Linked DNA regions of Mus musculus: all the other regions are linked to region 2. Evidence: chromatin contacts called from public promoter capture Hi-C data. All regions are on one chromosome and are shown on one strand. The core of a region is the stretch at or near the end of the contact, and the rest is flanking DNA. Distances in the headings are between cores, read along the strand shown.

The links. Promoter capture Hi-C pulls out the DNA fragments that hold promoters and counts their contacts.
Region 1: a contact with region 2 is called in a promoter capture Hi-C map of pre-B cells, with 2.2 times the contacts expected there. The contact joins the promoter of Zbtb2 here to the promoter of Vip in region 2. A contact is called at or near these places in 2 of 39 promoter capture datasets (the 3T3-L1 cell line and pre-B cells).
Region 3: a contact with region 2 is called in a promoter capture Hi-C map of embryonic stem cells, with 3 times the contacts expected there. The contact joins the promoter of Cnksr3 here to the promoter of Vip in region 2. A contact is called at or near these places in 2 of 39 promoter capture datasets (embryonic stem cells and hippocampal neurons).

What each region holds. Positions count from the first base shown.
Region 1 is chr10:4,385,745-4,390,174 of GRCm38.p6, reverse strand. It overlaps Zbtb2 (zinc finger and BTB domain containing 2), which reads left to right and starts at 2,067. Exons shown (of 3, transcript NM_001033466.3): 1 at 2,067-2,330.
Region 2 is chr10:5,636,388-5,641,380 of GRCm38.p6, reverse strand. It overlaps Vip (vasoactive intestinal polypeptide), which reads right to left and starts at 2,163. Exons shown (of 7, transcript NM_011702.3): 1 at 2,011-2,163; 2 at 647-763. The coding sequence starts at 753.
Region 3 is chr10:7,209,425-7,214,054 of GRCm38.p6, reverse strand. Cnksr3 (Cnksr family member 3) reads left to right here and starts at 1,818. Exons shown (of 13, transcript NM_172546.2): 1 at 1,818-2,423. The coding sequence starts at 2,372.

The DNA.
Region 1 (4,430 bases), core at 818-3,317, 1.3 Mb after region 2:
CAAATCAGCAATAAACTGACAAGTTTCTATCCAACTTGGGGCAGGCATGACTCTGTGTCAAGCAGACTTCCTAGAGAGGGAAGGAGTGTCCTTGGCATTGTCCTGGCCTGCACTAACTGATCCTTCTCTGCAAGGGCTGCTCTTCCCTAGCCTTCCCATGTGAACGCTTCCACTTAGACACGGTAGGAGAAAACACACGGAGCCCATACAGTCCCCTTAAGCTACTAAGCCACAATGGGGACTAAAAACCCAAATACCCTGCACATCTGGTGAGTCAAGCAGGCTGGCCTATGACTTCAAACTAGCTAGCAGCAAAACAGCCCAGTTCCAATCTGAGCAGCAGCTCCTATGGAGACCAAGATGCTCTAGACAACATATTGCTCCAGCAGGTCCTGAGGGAACAGGGATATGTGCTCTTAGCACAAGTCTTTAGAACCAGAGTAAGAGCTTACCACCAGGTTGTTTCTGTGAAACTGTTACAAAGTGCTGACAAACTATTCCTTAAGACTCAGAGAGATGGTATGTGGTACACCCTTATAATCTAATCCCAGCATCCCAAAGGAAATAGAATTGTGACAAGTTCCAAAGCAGCCAAGAGTTGCATAGCTTTTGACATTCTGTCTCAAAGACGTCCTTCCATCAAACCACCTTCACAAAGAACTCCACAATCTCAACTTGAAAGAACGAAGAACCTAAAAACCTTAACCATGACTCTCTCTACACAACAAATCACATTCATGTTGGTCTCTTTCTAAAGGAAATAGAGCATTCCAGTGTGAAGGACAGCACTGCTGTTTTACTGATAATGCCCTAGAACTCGCAGGTCACGGTCAGGACTCGTTTGTGGACGCAGACGTTTAAGCACTCTACAAGCCATTCATCTAGCTGATCAAAGGCTAGGAAAGTTCAAGGCAGGTATCCACGGGATCTGTTACTCACACTGGGCAACACTACAGCTACACAGATGTTTACATCCTCGAAGAAATTAGTCATCAGTAGGTGTACATACAACTGGATTGCTAAGCACACTCACTCGAGGTTTCTAGGACGCACAGTCAGTGTACAGCATTGTGCTAGGAGTCTGACTTTCAAAACCAAACGGGTTTGGCATCAAGGTCCTTACAGACTTCTGTGCTGGCAAGCCAAGTGTTAGCTGCCAGCACTTATTTACAAACAAGCGTAAAATCTAAGCTATGTAAAGTAAACCACTAACTCAAGCACGCAAAAGGGATAAAACTGTACTACCTGAAGCACAACTTCTAGCAAAAGGGAAACATAAAAGGTCAACTTTAAACCCTTAAGAAGGTTCAATCAGGGCATTCCAATTCCCCCGCCATGTTACCTGTTTCAGAATCTCCCTTTAACACACCCCACAGGATGGCAACTCTTGACTCTACTCCACTAGATCCTCAAGAGACCAAAAGTCAACCAGAGTATCGTCCTGTCCAAATGCACACAGCGCAAAGCACCACAAAGCTTAACGCGCAGGGAAGTATCCCACTCAATCCTAACGGAAACAGCTTAGCCTACAAGTCGCCTATGCAACGCAGCAAGCACCTCGACCTCGCAACACAGGACATGCAACGATAGCTACTTCTGTATGACTTTCAGCCAGCACCGATCAACAACAGCCCAACTCCGTATCTTCGGACGAATAGCTAACCCGGAGCAGTCCAAGGACAAAGGCAGAGAGAGCCAAGAGATGTCAAGCATCTCTTGACAGGAGAACGGGCATGCGTCTCCCTCTGCACCCCTGAAAAGACCGTCTGCAGCGGCAGGACTGGTCCTACCTAAACACTCTGTAAACAAGGGGGCCGGGCCGCCAGCCTCCGGGCCCGGCCGCTGAGAAGTTTCCTCGCCTCAGCTGCACATGGCTTGCAGAACTTTGGCTGGGGCCGCGAGCCCAGGCTGGGTGGAAGCCGCAGCGCCGAGCTGCAGGCGGCGGCAGCAGCGGCGGCGGCGGCGGCGACGGCGGCAGAGCAGCAGGAGGCGGAGGCGGGCGGGCAGGGGGGAGGGGAGCGGCTGGGGGGGCGGAGGGGCTCTTGCCGCCACTGCTCTCTCGCCGCCTCTCCCCCCCGGCGGGAGCCGCTCTCAGCCGCTTTGCACTAGTCGCTCCGCTCTCTCGGTCATGTGACCTTAACGTAACCGGACAGGAAAAGCCCCGCCGCCGCCGCCCGCCGCCGCGCCGGAGACACCGACCGCGGCGGCAGCAGCAAGCAGCAGCAGCAGCAGCAACGCGGGGCAGAGGCGGCGGCGGGGACAGTTAGGCCAGGCCGCCCGGCTCTGCCTCCCCTCTCACGCCCCGCCGCGGCCGCCCGCACCGGCGACAGGTAAGCGCGCACCGCCACCGCGTCCCGGGGCCCACGTGCCGCCCCCGGCCCGGGCTCCGGGAAGCAGCAGGGAGGGGCGGGAGCCGCCGGAGCTCGCAAACGGTTCCGGCAGCGGCCGTGGCAACAAAGGCGACGAATGACTCCCGGTCCCGGGGCTCCCGGCGAAGGCAGGCGGCGGGCCCTAGCGCGCGGGGCGCCGGGGCGGGGGCGGCCCCGGCGGGGCGGGGGCGGCGACGGCGCCAGGCGCCGGGGCCCTAGCCGCCTGACAAAACCATCCAGGCAGCCGGGCGGCGGCGAGTCGCGGCCGCTCCATCCGGGGCTTCGCAGGAGGGGGAGGGGACGGAAGCCGAGAGGGCGGGCGCAAGGGGAGGGGGCGCTCCGCGTTCCGGTCCTAGTCGCCGGTGTCTGCTGCCCGCCGCGGCCAAGGGCGTCCGGAGCGGGCGGCTGCCGGTGAGCGGTCCCGCGCCGGAGCCCCGCCAGGTGGGCCCATCAGGTGCGTACTCGGCCGTCGCCTCCCGCCGGGGTTGTTGTCTTCGCCGCCTCGGCGGCCAGGCCGCGAGCTGCGGAAGTGGGTTTGGGGGAGGGGAGGCAGCAGGGAGGGGGAGGGGAGGGATCCGGTCGGACCGGAGCAGGCCCGGCCTCTCTGGCGCGTCTCCCAGCTGCAGCGGCTCCTACAGCTGCTGTCGCTACTGCTACGGCTCCGCCTCCCGCTCGCGGGCGGGGGCGCGCACGCGCGCTTCCGGCCTCGGGTCTCGCGCTGTCTGAGGCTCTCGCGCGCGCTGCTCCCCTCCCCTCCCCCCTCCCGCCCCTCCACCACGCCCCTGGCGCCGGGGCCGTGGCGCCGGCCGGGGCGGTGCGCGCGCGAGGCGTAGGCGTCGGCATTGTGTTGGGCGCCGCGGGACTCGGGGCGCGGGCGCGCGGGCGCGGGCGCGGGCGCGAGCGTGCGGGGCCTAAGGGAGGGGCGAGCGAGCGAGCGAGCGGCGCGACCAGAGTGCGTTGCTCCCCCTCCCCTGGGCCCCTGGGGCGGACCCGGACGCCGCTCCGCCCGCTCCGCCCCCTCCCTTGCGGGGCGGGGCCAAGGCCTCCTGGGCGGGTCTTCGCTGCCTAGGGCTGCAGCCGGAGCGGTCGCGCCCTCCTCTGCCTGTTGGGCCAGGCTGGGAGAGTCTGTGCCGGGGAGTTAGGGGTTTGGGTTGCTGCAGGCGTTAAGCACAAGCTCCCAGACCGTTCGTTCACAGATCAGAGTGCATGCACAATTGAAAGCTGTGTAGGGTGCAAGCTTTCTGTTGCTTTTAGCTGGTAGTGGGTTATAAAGACTCCTGCAAATTAGATCCCGCAGCCGAGCAGTAAGAGGAAAAAATCTTGTGCCTGACAGGCTATTTGCTGCGAGAACTTCCCACCCAACTTCTCGAACAACTTAATCACACCTCGGGGAGTCTCTCTCCCAGTCAGTATTGTTCTTTCCCACCATCATCATACAATACCTTTGGCCCACTTAGCGCGAGCGCCTAGATTTTATTCATCTTCAGGGTGTATTGTTTTAATAAAATATGGCATAAAGAGAATTGATTTGCCGGGCGTGATGGCGCACGCCTTTGATTCCAGCACTTGGGAGGCAGGGGCAGGCGTATTTCTGAGTTCGAAGCCAGCCTGGTCTACAAAGTGAGTTCCAGGACAGCCAGGGCTACACAGAGAAACCCTGTCTCAAAAAGAGAGAGAGAGAGAGAGAGAGAGAGAGAGAGAGAGAGAGAGAGAGAGAGAGAGAGAGAGAGAGAGAGAGAATGGATTTGAGGCTATCGGAAGGGATGAACTCAATGTGTCTAAATGGTCTGTGTGTCCTTCGTGGTTGACACTGTCGGTATAGACCCTGACCACCAGACCAAGGCATTTGTACAACTAACATTTTATTCTGAGAGTCATGAAATTAGAATACATTTTGCAAGTGTGTTAGTCTTAGAGGCAGGCAGATCTCTGAGTTCGAAGCCAGCTTTGTCTACAGAATGAGTTTCAGGACTACAAACCCTGTTCAAAGAAGAAAAAAACCCTAGGACATTTTAATTCTCATTATTATGGTTTCTTACAAACAGAAAAAAAAATCAAATT
Region 2 (4,993 bases), core at 914-3,413:
TTTAGATAATAGTGATCCTGTAGATTAGAAAGCTTAAGTATGAGTTGACTATTAACATAAGTCTATCTTATTTTAGGTTAAGTTGATGCATGTAAAGTATAAACTTTCTTATGTCAAATAGTAAAACTAAGAATTTTTTGGTTCAAATAGAGAATTCTATGAGGATTGTATACATCCTTCCTCATGGTCCTTATTATTGGCAGGGTGATTCTTCCAAGACTGATTTCTGTTCAACAGAATTTCATGTGTATATATCTCATTGACAAAGTACTAATATTATAATCATTTTTATTAAATATAAATTTAAATGAAGTTTTTCTACTGGAAACAGAACAGGCCTGAGATGAAAATAAGAAGTTGTTAGCTTCCTAACACTAGTTTAGAAATGGGATCCATCTGGTACGCAAGACTGGCCACTGATGTTGTATTCTATGTACTGGAGGTGAATTCCAGAGTCCAGAATAAGTTTTTTTTTCCCATTGGAAATGAATTTGCTCAACACTACAACCAAAATATTGAAATAAATAATATGTGATTTGAAATGCAACACTCTCCAAAATAACATGTGGGAAATCTCATTTAGATGCAGAGGAATGCCTGCCTACTTATCTGAATTGAAAGCACACTTTCCCAGAATGAAACTTACCTCACTACAGAAGGTGGTCCAAAGAGAGGCCAGGCCAGCGACTGAGAGAACAGCACACTGAAGAGTATCAGGAATGCCAGGAACTGAGGCTTGCTTCTGGCTTCCATCTCGGTGCCTCTGAAAAGAGAAAGGATGCTGGCTCTCCCAGCCACACTTGGCAACATTTCAGAGGGTCTAGCAACCCCACCAGGGGCTCTTGCCAAGTTGAAAATGGTCATTTCTCTTCAGGAAAGAGTCAGACTTACTGACATAAGATTACTTTGTAAAATAACGCTAGTTTTCTAGCACTGGTTTGGAAATGGAATCCATCCCCAGGATAAAGGCATTTGAACACCGGCTCAGCTCCCTTTTGTCTTTCCCTCTGCGGGCACTCAATTAATTTTAGTGTCTATCCAGGGCCATGCTTCTGTTGTGCTGGAGGCAGATAACTTTAGGCTCTGTGTTTTGATAACAGAGTCGTCATAGCATAATGTCTTTTCTGTTGAAGGAAACAGCCACAAGGAATTTGTTGGGTTCCCCCCTTAAAGCTATAATATCTGATTGATGTAAAACTGGGGTATTACCTAATTAATTTTCCTTCTAGCCAATTGTATTTTAGAGTTTGCATGTTCATAGTACATATATGTATATAAAGTATAGATTTGTATCATTAAGGCAAAAATCTTGTATACATATTACATTGAAATTCTTATTTTCTCTGTATTTGTTATAGAAACCACTGATAAGTTATTTCTTTAAACCAAGGCCCAAGCAAATTTATTCAAGGATAAAACTTAATGCCCTCAGAGTCACTTGGCACTGGAACAAGTTTTTCCAGGAAATCGATTTATATGCCTTTATCTGTAGAGCCCATGCATCCTGCATTCGATCTATTCACATGTCCTATTTGTAAACACTGTCGAGCTAGCACAGAGATCTTCAAGGGTTTTACCTCTTGGTACCTACAAAAGTCATAGCACTTAAAAATTAAATGATAAAGAAAGTGAGTGCTTTCTAGGCTCGATCTGTTTAGAAACAGAAAGAAAAGCTCTTTAAACGCAGATTGAAAACCCCCAAAACAAATGCATCAAGCTGAACACTTTGCTCAAAACCCCCCCCACAAGCAAACTCGTCTTACTTTATTTTTTAAAAGGCAATACTTAATGAAGGATTAAGCAGGACTAAGAATCCTCTAAGCAGATGGGGTCATAAGAGAGAAATTGAGGCATTTCTATCTTTATTCAGTGACTTGTCATGATTATTGTATTTGGCTATTGCAAAAAGACGAACACTGTAAAATTCTTTTTAAGAGAGAAATTTTCACAAACTCCTATTCAAAGTCCCAGTGACAGAGAGGAGAGGAAGAAGTGGAAGATTTTGCTTACCCTTGGCTGTTTCCTTCAGGCAGGGCTGCCTTTCCGGCTTCGTGGCAGCTGTCTAGGGTGCTGAAGTTCTGCTCTAGGGAAGGCTCCACCAGTCTGTTCCCGGTTCCTGGGGAACGGTTGGCTGTAGCTGGCTAGTGCTCTGCTGTCCAAGCTGACCAGCATCTCAAAGTCTCTCATTTTATAGGGCTTGTGCTTCGGGCTGAGCAATCAGAAGGCTCCCCGAAAGACGTCACAGTAGTGATCCCATGGGATGAACAGGTCTTGAAGTTCTTATTAAATTGTCATCATGCCTGATTTATATACATTTATAGCAAACAAGTTCAAGAGAGAGGAAATGAACTCTTTTTTAAAAAAAGAAAAGTACTTAGCTGGATGTGCAATGCTTTAATCTTTACTTAGCTGTGATGAACTAGAAGATGATTATAATGTTATAGACAGGGCCTAGGAGTACCTTAGAAAATAAGGACTTTCTTCAGGAACAAATGCAGAAAACTTGTGTTGTGCTTAGAGTATAATTCCTCGTTTCTACAAAGTGTCAATTGCTTTAATGCCTTTTAAAAAACTTTATGCTGCTTATGCATATCTGAATTAAAGTTTTCTAGAAACCTACTCTAATTTAAAAAGCAGTCATAAATGATTTTGCATCTTTCTATTATTACACTTCTTTTATGTTGAGTCTAATCCTCGGGGAGAGGGGTTCCATTATGTGTCTAAGATGCTATAGTATACACGCTGTTGTGTAAGCCATGGCACTAGCACTCTTCTACACTTTGTTTAAAATATCATAATTCCCACTCCTTCTCTTTGCCCACTATATCAAATATTCCAAAAATAAATAATGATCAGACTGTATACTCCAGGGACTGAATCTCTCTTTCTCTTCAAAGGCATTCTCCTCATTTTATGTCTTTGCATAATGTTGAATCACTTTGTTTGCCCTCAAAACTCACCCTACTTCAGAATCTCCAACTCAGTCGCTTTACATAAATGTGATTTCAAAGGATCAGGGAAAAGACCTTTGTAGAGTACTGTGATGAATGCTTAATTTTTTTTTGTTGATTTTAACCTCAAAGTAGCCTGACATACATTTAATTGGGACTTAATGTCAAAATGCAGCTATCCTAAGAGTGTCATGGAAAACAAAGGCAATGTCCATTCATTTAAAAGTCCTGGTGTGTGTGTGTGTGTGTGTGTGTGTGTGTGTTTTATTACGTATATCCTTAGGGATATATAGCTCTCAATTTTCTTTACTTTATTGTCCTCTAAGATTTTAGTCTCTCTTTGTTGCACTGAGGGCCGGCCAATGCAGTGAGAATTATCTTGCTAGAGCTTAATCATATTTTCTAATCCATTTACAAGAAAAATTAAATGAATTAAATTTCAAAATGTCTGGAATTTTGTTGTCCAGCTGACAGGTCTGACTTAAGCCAGAGTTCCTGTGGCTTAATTCCAGGAAATCTTTTTTTTTTTTTTTAAGCTAGTTGTTACAAACTAGAGGTTAAAATAGTTTTCATATGGATCTTCTTTTTTTATCCTGAGATCATTGTCACCAAAACCCTCGGTGAAACAACTTCATTGAAAAGAAGCACCAGGAAATAAATAGGTTAGGGATCACGAAGAACTCCATCCTGGAGGAGAAGAAGCCGCAAAATCACATCAAGGCTTCTTATCAGTGGTCCAAGGAAGCACGAGGCAATAAGAACAGTTTCTCCCATCATCACGATAAAACAAAATAATAAAGAGAATTTAATTTTATTTTTACCTATCGAGGAAAATAGACTAAATCAAAGAATCAGTTCTTGCTACAGATTTAAACAGGACATAAACTCATAGAATCACAGCACCATCTGCAGTTCAAAGTCGTAACTCTCAGATTTAAAACAAACAAACAAACAAAAAGACCATGTTTCTGTATTTTGTTTGTTTGTTTAAAGAAATAGGGAGAAATCCAGAGATCCATTGACCAGCTAACATAGATTCTTTTTTCTTATGTTTATCATAAGGAAAATGACTATATGAAATTTGTCATGAGTAATCTAGTAAACAAAAAGCCATATTTACTGTTTAGCTCTGCCTCTTCCTTACCTTTCAATACTTCGTCTTTCCACAGTCTCTTCAACTGCTTTCCCTATGCAAGCAAGCCTGCTCAGCACAGCATAGAAAACCTTCACCCAACTCTATAGCAAAGGCAATCTATTCCTGCTCCAAATAAATAAGCGATGTCTGCAGTAGCTCTTCCATCCCTCCCATGTTTACTAAAGGCGATGAGAGTGGAATCCAGTTTCCTGAGGGTCTGTCTTTCCATAAAGGGCCAGCCCTATTTTGAAATTGTCACCAACACTCTTGGTGCTAACTCGTCAGGTAATCACGTAGCTTGTAAAGATATCAGCATCTCCATTCCCACTTATTGTCAAAAGAACCAAAAGCAATGCCGGTGAACTGTAGCTCTGTAAACTAAACGGAGGTCATGTGGAAGTGACTCTGAAGATAAGGCAGAAATCCACGTTCACCTTTATTTTCTTCCTGCAAAGGGCTAAATGAACACATGGTCACTAGGGGGAATGAATGCCTCCCTGTGGCGTATGCCTGTGTCTGTGATACCTATGTCTGTATAATTCACCTGCACGCAACCTCAGCTGGAAGACCTTATATCATTGCCACCCTAGGAGGCAGGAGCAGTGAAGCCTACATGTAGGACCAAGGAGACACACCCAGTTGCCTTTTATATGTAAGTTAAGAGGGACATTTATATCTTTAGAAGATCAAAATCATAAATGTATTTGGGACACATAAAAATTATATAAAATTTAAGCATCCATTTTCCTATTTTGTTGATTGGAACATGGAAATGCTTTGTCATATACATCCATGCTGTGGCTTCTTTTGAACTACAACAAACAGTTTGAAACCTTCAAATCCTGGTGATCCCTCTGATCTTTCATTGAACAAAACTTCTTGGGGCTGGAGAATTAACTCAGCAGTT
Region 3 (4,630 bases), core at 569-3,068, 1.6 Mb before region 2:
AGTGTATAACTGATCGCTTTTGCATATACACCAATTTCCATAGCTGCTTATCTAAAAATCCCTCCTCTTTGATGTGCCAAACTTTCTATGTAAAGTTTACATCTGGGCTGGCAGTCAGCACACCCTAGAACTTTCACAGGCTAACAGCTATAATTAAGGTAGAAGGCCTTATTTACATAGCAATTAGCCTGCAGGACTGGAGGAGTAAACATGTTGCTAATTCATTTAGATAGTTAATTGGTCAGAGATTTTTAACTTGGCTTTCTTTGCATATTCTGCTTATGCGCCGAGTATAGATTGTGTTATCTGTGGGATGAAATTCAGCAAACTGGACTCTGGAACTCCAGCTTTTAATGCAACAGATGCAAAGGAACAAGAGAACATTGTCAAACATCAAGGAAAATTCTACAGCGAAAGCATTTGATAGCATTTGCTCCTCTTTGTGATTCCAGGGGTTATGCAGCCAGATTCATCGTCTTTCAACTTCGTTACTACTGTGTCCCCTTTGGAAGGCAGCACTGTTTATAGATGAATTACTTGCTTGGTCATCTAATCATATAGCTATTTTCGAAACTGTAGGCACAGTTCCCACTGTGCAGAGGTCAAGATGGTTAAGGAAAGACAGATGTCAAAGATCATTTCTTAAAAAGAGGGCAGCTACTCTACCAGGAATTTTCTCATGGCCGGTGTCAAGTTTCTGGGTTGGGTAATTACTCTTGGTTAAAAAAAAAAAATCGCTATTTTTGATAGTTGTACCTCTCCATTGCATAGACGAATTGCTCAGGAAGGCTAAGACAGTGTGTACGCTGTACACCCAAAACACTCACTATACAACAGATAGCTGGGTGCTAGCAGTGATTCTCACGTGTAATAGAGAGCAGCTATCCTAACAGAGGAAATATGAACGCAGTGGTTGGTGCAGGGAAAGCAACTGCGGGTATTTACTGAATCAATAAACACTAGCCACTCCCTTACTTCAGAAGATAAGTAGTTGGAAGGGGAAGATCAGATCCAGCTCAATATACCCCAATAACAAGCAGCTTCCTCCTTGGATAGGGTTAATAGTTGCTCAGGGGAAGATGGAAATCAATAACTATAATTGAAAGAAGACTTCACTAGGGCCAAAAGAGTGTCTGCATGTGTGTGGGAGGGAGGTAAACACCGGTTATAGGGTTTTCCCCAGACCCGCGCTCTGCTTCCAAATTGAGGCTTGTAGTACAGAAAGGGCTTTCCTCTCCCTGTCAGAGGCTGAACTAGGCAAGGTTCTCTCTTTTTTTCTTTTCTTTTTTGGCTCGCTGACAACTTTCGCCTCAGGGTTAATGACTAATCTGAATCGAGCGTTAGGTCATTTTGAAAATATGACTATTACATTATGTCAAAACACAACTCAAAGAGCTGCCATTCTGGTGTTATTAAACCGAAGAGTTGATACACTGTAGCGGCCTTGGAGCAGTGGCACACCGCCATCCATTTGTCCAAAACACACACAACTGGCCTACTTTAGGAAACTTAAAAGGCTGAATAGCTAAGGCGAGATTGCGACTCGAAGCTTTTAAAAACGAGAACAGACACATCTCAAACCAACACACAAAGACAAAAAAACCTGTTTACAGGATTCAGCTGCCACTAAGCTGGGACCTCTTCGGAGCCAAGCGGCTCTCCAGGACTCAGGCTGCAGCTCCAGCCCACCCCTTGAAGAGGAAAAGTAGATCCCTGGCGTCCGGAGCTGGGACGTAGGAGGGAAAGAAACCGGAGTCTACGTCATCGCGGCCCCGCCCCTCTCACGTGTTGCTCCCGCTCCGCCCCGCCCCCTCTCTTATTCCGGCAGCGCCGAGCGGAGCAGAAACTTTGCAACCCGAGCGCGCACGCTCCGCTTTTTTCCTCCGCCCGGGCGGCCCGCGACGGTGGCGCAGGAGGTGGGACCCACTGGCGGGAAGGCTCGAGGCGGGGGCGCACGCGGAGTGGGGACCTCGGGGACGGACACCGCTCGCAGGAGCCGCGGAGGGCCAGCCGACCTAGAAGTTCCCGGCCAGAAGAGTCCCACGCCAGGGCAGCCCCGGCCTGGGGTTTGAGGTTGCAACCTGCTCCCGCTGCTGCGGTGGTTGCGGAGAAGCAGCTGTAGCAGAGAGCGGCGTCGGGGGAACTGCATCTGGACAGCGGTAGCTGCGGGGAGCAGCCGTACGGGACATAGCTGTCCCGTGCGCAGAGACCCAGGGCCGCGCTTCCCTCGCAGAAACCGCAGCGCGATGGCCCGCTGACTGCGGCCATGCAGGCTTGAGCGGACTCCCGGCACACGCAGGGGACAACCACGGGCGCAGGCTGCAGGACTCCTGTCGATTGCCTAGCCCAGCGGACAGCGAAGCTGCTTACCATGGAGCCCGTGACCAAGTGGAGCCCCAAACAAGTGGTGGACTGGACTAGAGGTGAGCGAGCCGTGGAGGACCCCCGCGCCCTACAGCCGGGGAGATGGGGCGGGCCAAGAGTTGGGCACTGGAGTGCTCTGCCCCTCCTGCCGGCGACAAAGCAAACTTCTACTGAGCGGCTTGTGCGTCTCTTTCTGGTGCGCCTGCTCCGATCGGTTTCTTTCGGTGGGGGTGCGCGTTGACTGCAGCCGACTGGACACCTATATTTAAGTCAGGGAGCTATGGGATGGCCTTTCCGTGGAAGATTGGCTGGGAATGTGGGGCTTGGGATTTGGCGCCAGGGCACTCTCTCTGCCAGTTCGGGTACGGTGGACTTGCTGCCTGTAGCCAAGCGCAGAGGCACAAGGCGTCTTTGTGTGGGTGACTGCCCCTGGCCCTGGATCTAGTAAAGGCTGCGGGCCCAGAGCAGTTCGCGGGCGTGACCTGGCAGTTGGGCAGGTAGACGAAGGCTCCTGCGGCCAGCCCAGCCTGTTTGTTTGGGTTGGAGAGGGCGAACGGGCTTTCGCGCCTGCGAGGACCCTAGCGCCAGGACTCCCGCAGAGGCAGGGACTCAGCTCTGGAGGCGCCAGGACCCCCAAGGGCGCAGCGTTTTGAGGCCAGTTAAGCACTGAGAGGGAGCCGAGTGTCTGGACTACAGTCTGGTTCTGTACAGTACTCGGGAAGAGGAAACTCAGTGGGTGCTGGACGGTGTAGCAGGAGTGGAAGGGTCCCTGTTACTTTATCTTGTCTCTCCCGTGATTGCTAGGGATAGTTGCTAGAGTTACTCAGCTCTCTTTGACCTCTTTCAATAGTACAAAGTTTACCGAAATCAACCAGTGGAATCTCAGGGGTCCCACCTCCTCACTTCAACATCTGTTTCAAGTTATCCACCCCTGCTCCCAAACCCCCATTGGTCTTCCAGGTGAAGACTTGGCTAAGCACTCTCTCTCCCTTTGTTTTTGTTCGTCTCAGTAGACGTGAGTAGTCAGTGATGCTGGTGTGTTCAGATTATCTTTCAAGCTGCCCTACCCGTCTGTGACAATGGAAACCCCATCCTGTCATTTCTCAAGCCAGTGTCTTATATAGGTCACTGGAAAGGGGCTGTCCAGGTAGTGAAGAGTCTGGTGTATGTCTGATTATCCCTGGCTTCTGGAGGAAAACACAGAATACTGTCTTAGGAAGTAGGTTTTTTCTATCGGCCAGACTTTTCCAGGACTCTCAAAGTAAAGCCATGGGAAAAAGGATGACTACATAGGCCTGAGTGACTCTGGCTGAGTGAGCAGTAAAACATGGTTAGCAGCAGTAGACTTAAGTTATTTTAAGCCCCTTCCCTTAACTTGAAGTGTAACTTGTACTGAAGACGGTACCAGGTGCTCCAGCTAGCTTGCTGAGAGGAAGCAGATGGCTTGCTTGACTACCATGGAGGGGTCCTCAGAGCCTGCTGAGCCAGTAGCTACATTTACTCTCAAGTCCTTGACATGTGGCTGATTGTTATTGCCAGGTACTAGGTATGCAATGCACAGGGTGTCTGGAGACTCAGTGTGAAGAAGGAGTAGAAAATATTAACGATTTTCCTACTTATTACATATCGATGAGATGGTATTTTGAATAAAATATACTACTAAAATTAACTCCAACTGTTTACTTTTTATTTTCTGAATTAGGGCTTCTACGTTTAGTGGTAACATGGCTCAGGCTTATGGCTCATATTCTATCTTTGTTTATGGTACTGTTCTAGTCTCATGAAGAGGTGTCAGAGGATCACGCTGGCTTTCCTGTGGCTCTGCCAGACTTGATAAGGTAACAGAAAAATGGTTAACAGGCACACAGGAGAGAGAGAGAGGCCCTCTCTCCCCTTTGTTTTTTCCTTCATTTCTCTTAGAAGGGAGAAAAATGTTAATTCTCATCCTATTATTGTCATTGATTTAAAAGGAAGAAATGTTAAAACACATTTTGGGGTACCTTTGGCTTTAAGGCTTGGTTGAGGATACTTTCATCTAGGAAAACTCTTGTGCTGCCCTGAACGAGCAGTCGTGGTGGTCGAGCTCAGGACCCCGGATGTTCACTCATTTTAGGTTACATACTGTGATGGCAACATCCAAGATTGGCCTGGATGCTTTGCATTAGAATCTTTAAATACATACATACATACAAGAAGTAGGTAAGTTAAAAGGTGGAAATTATTTGTGTTTCGATCTCCAAATAAATAAATAAGTGTACTTGCTGAA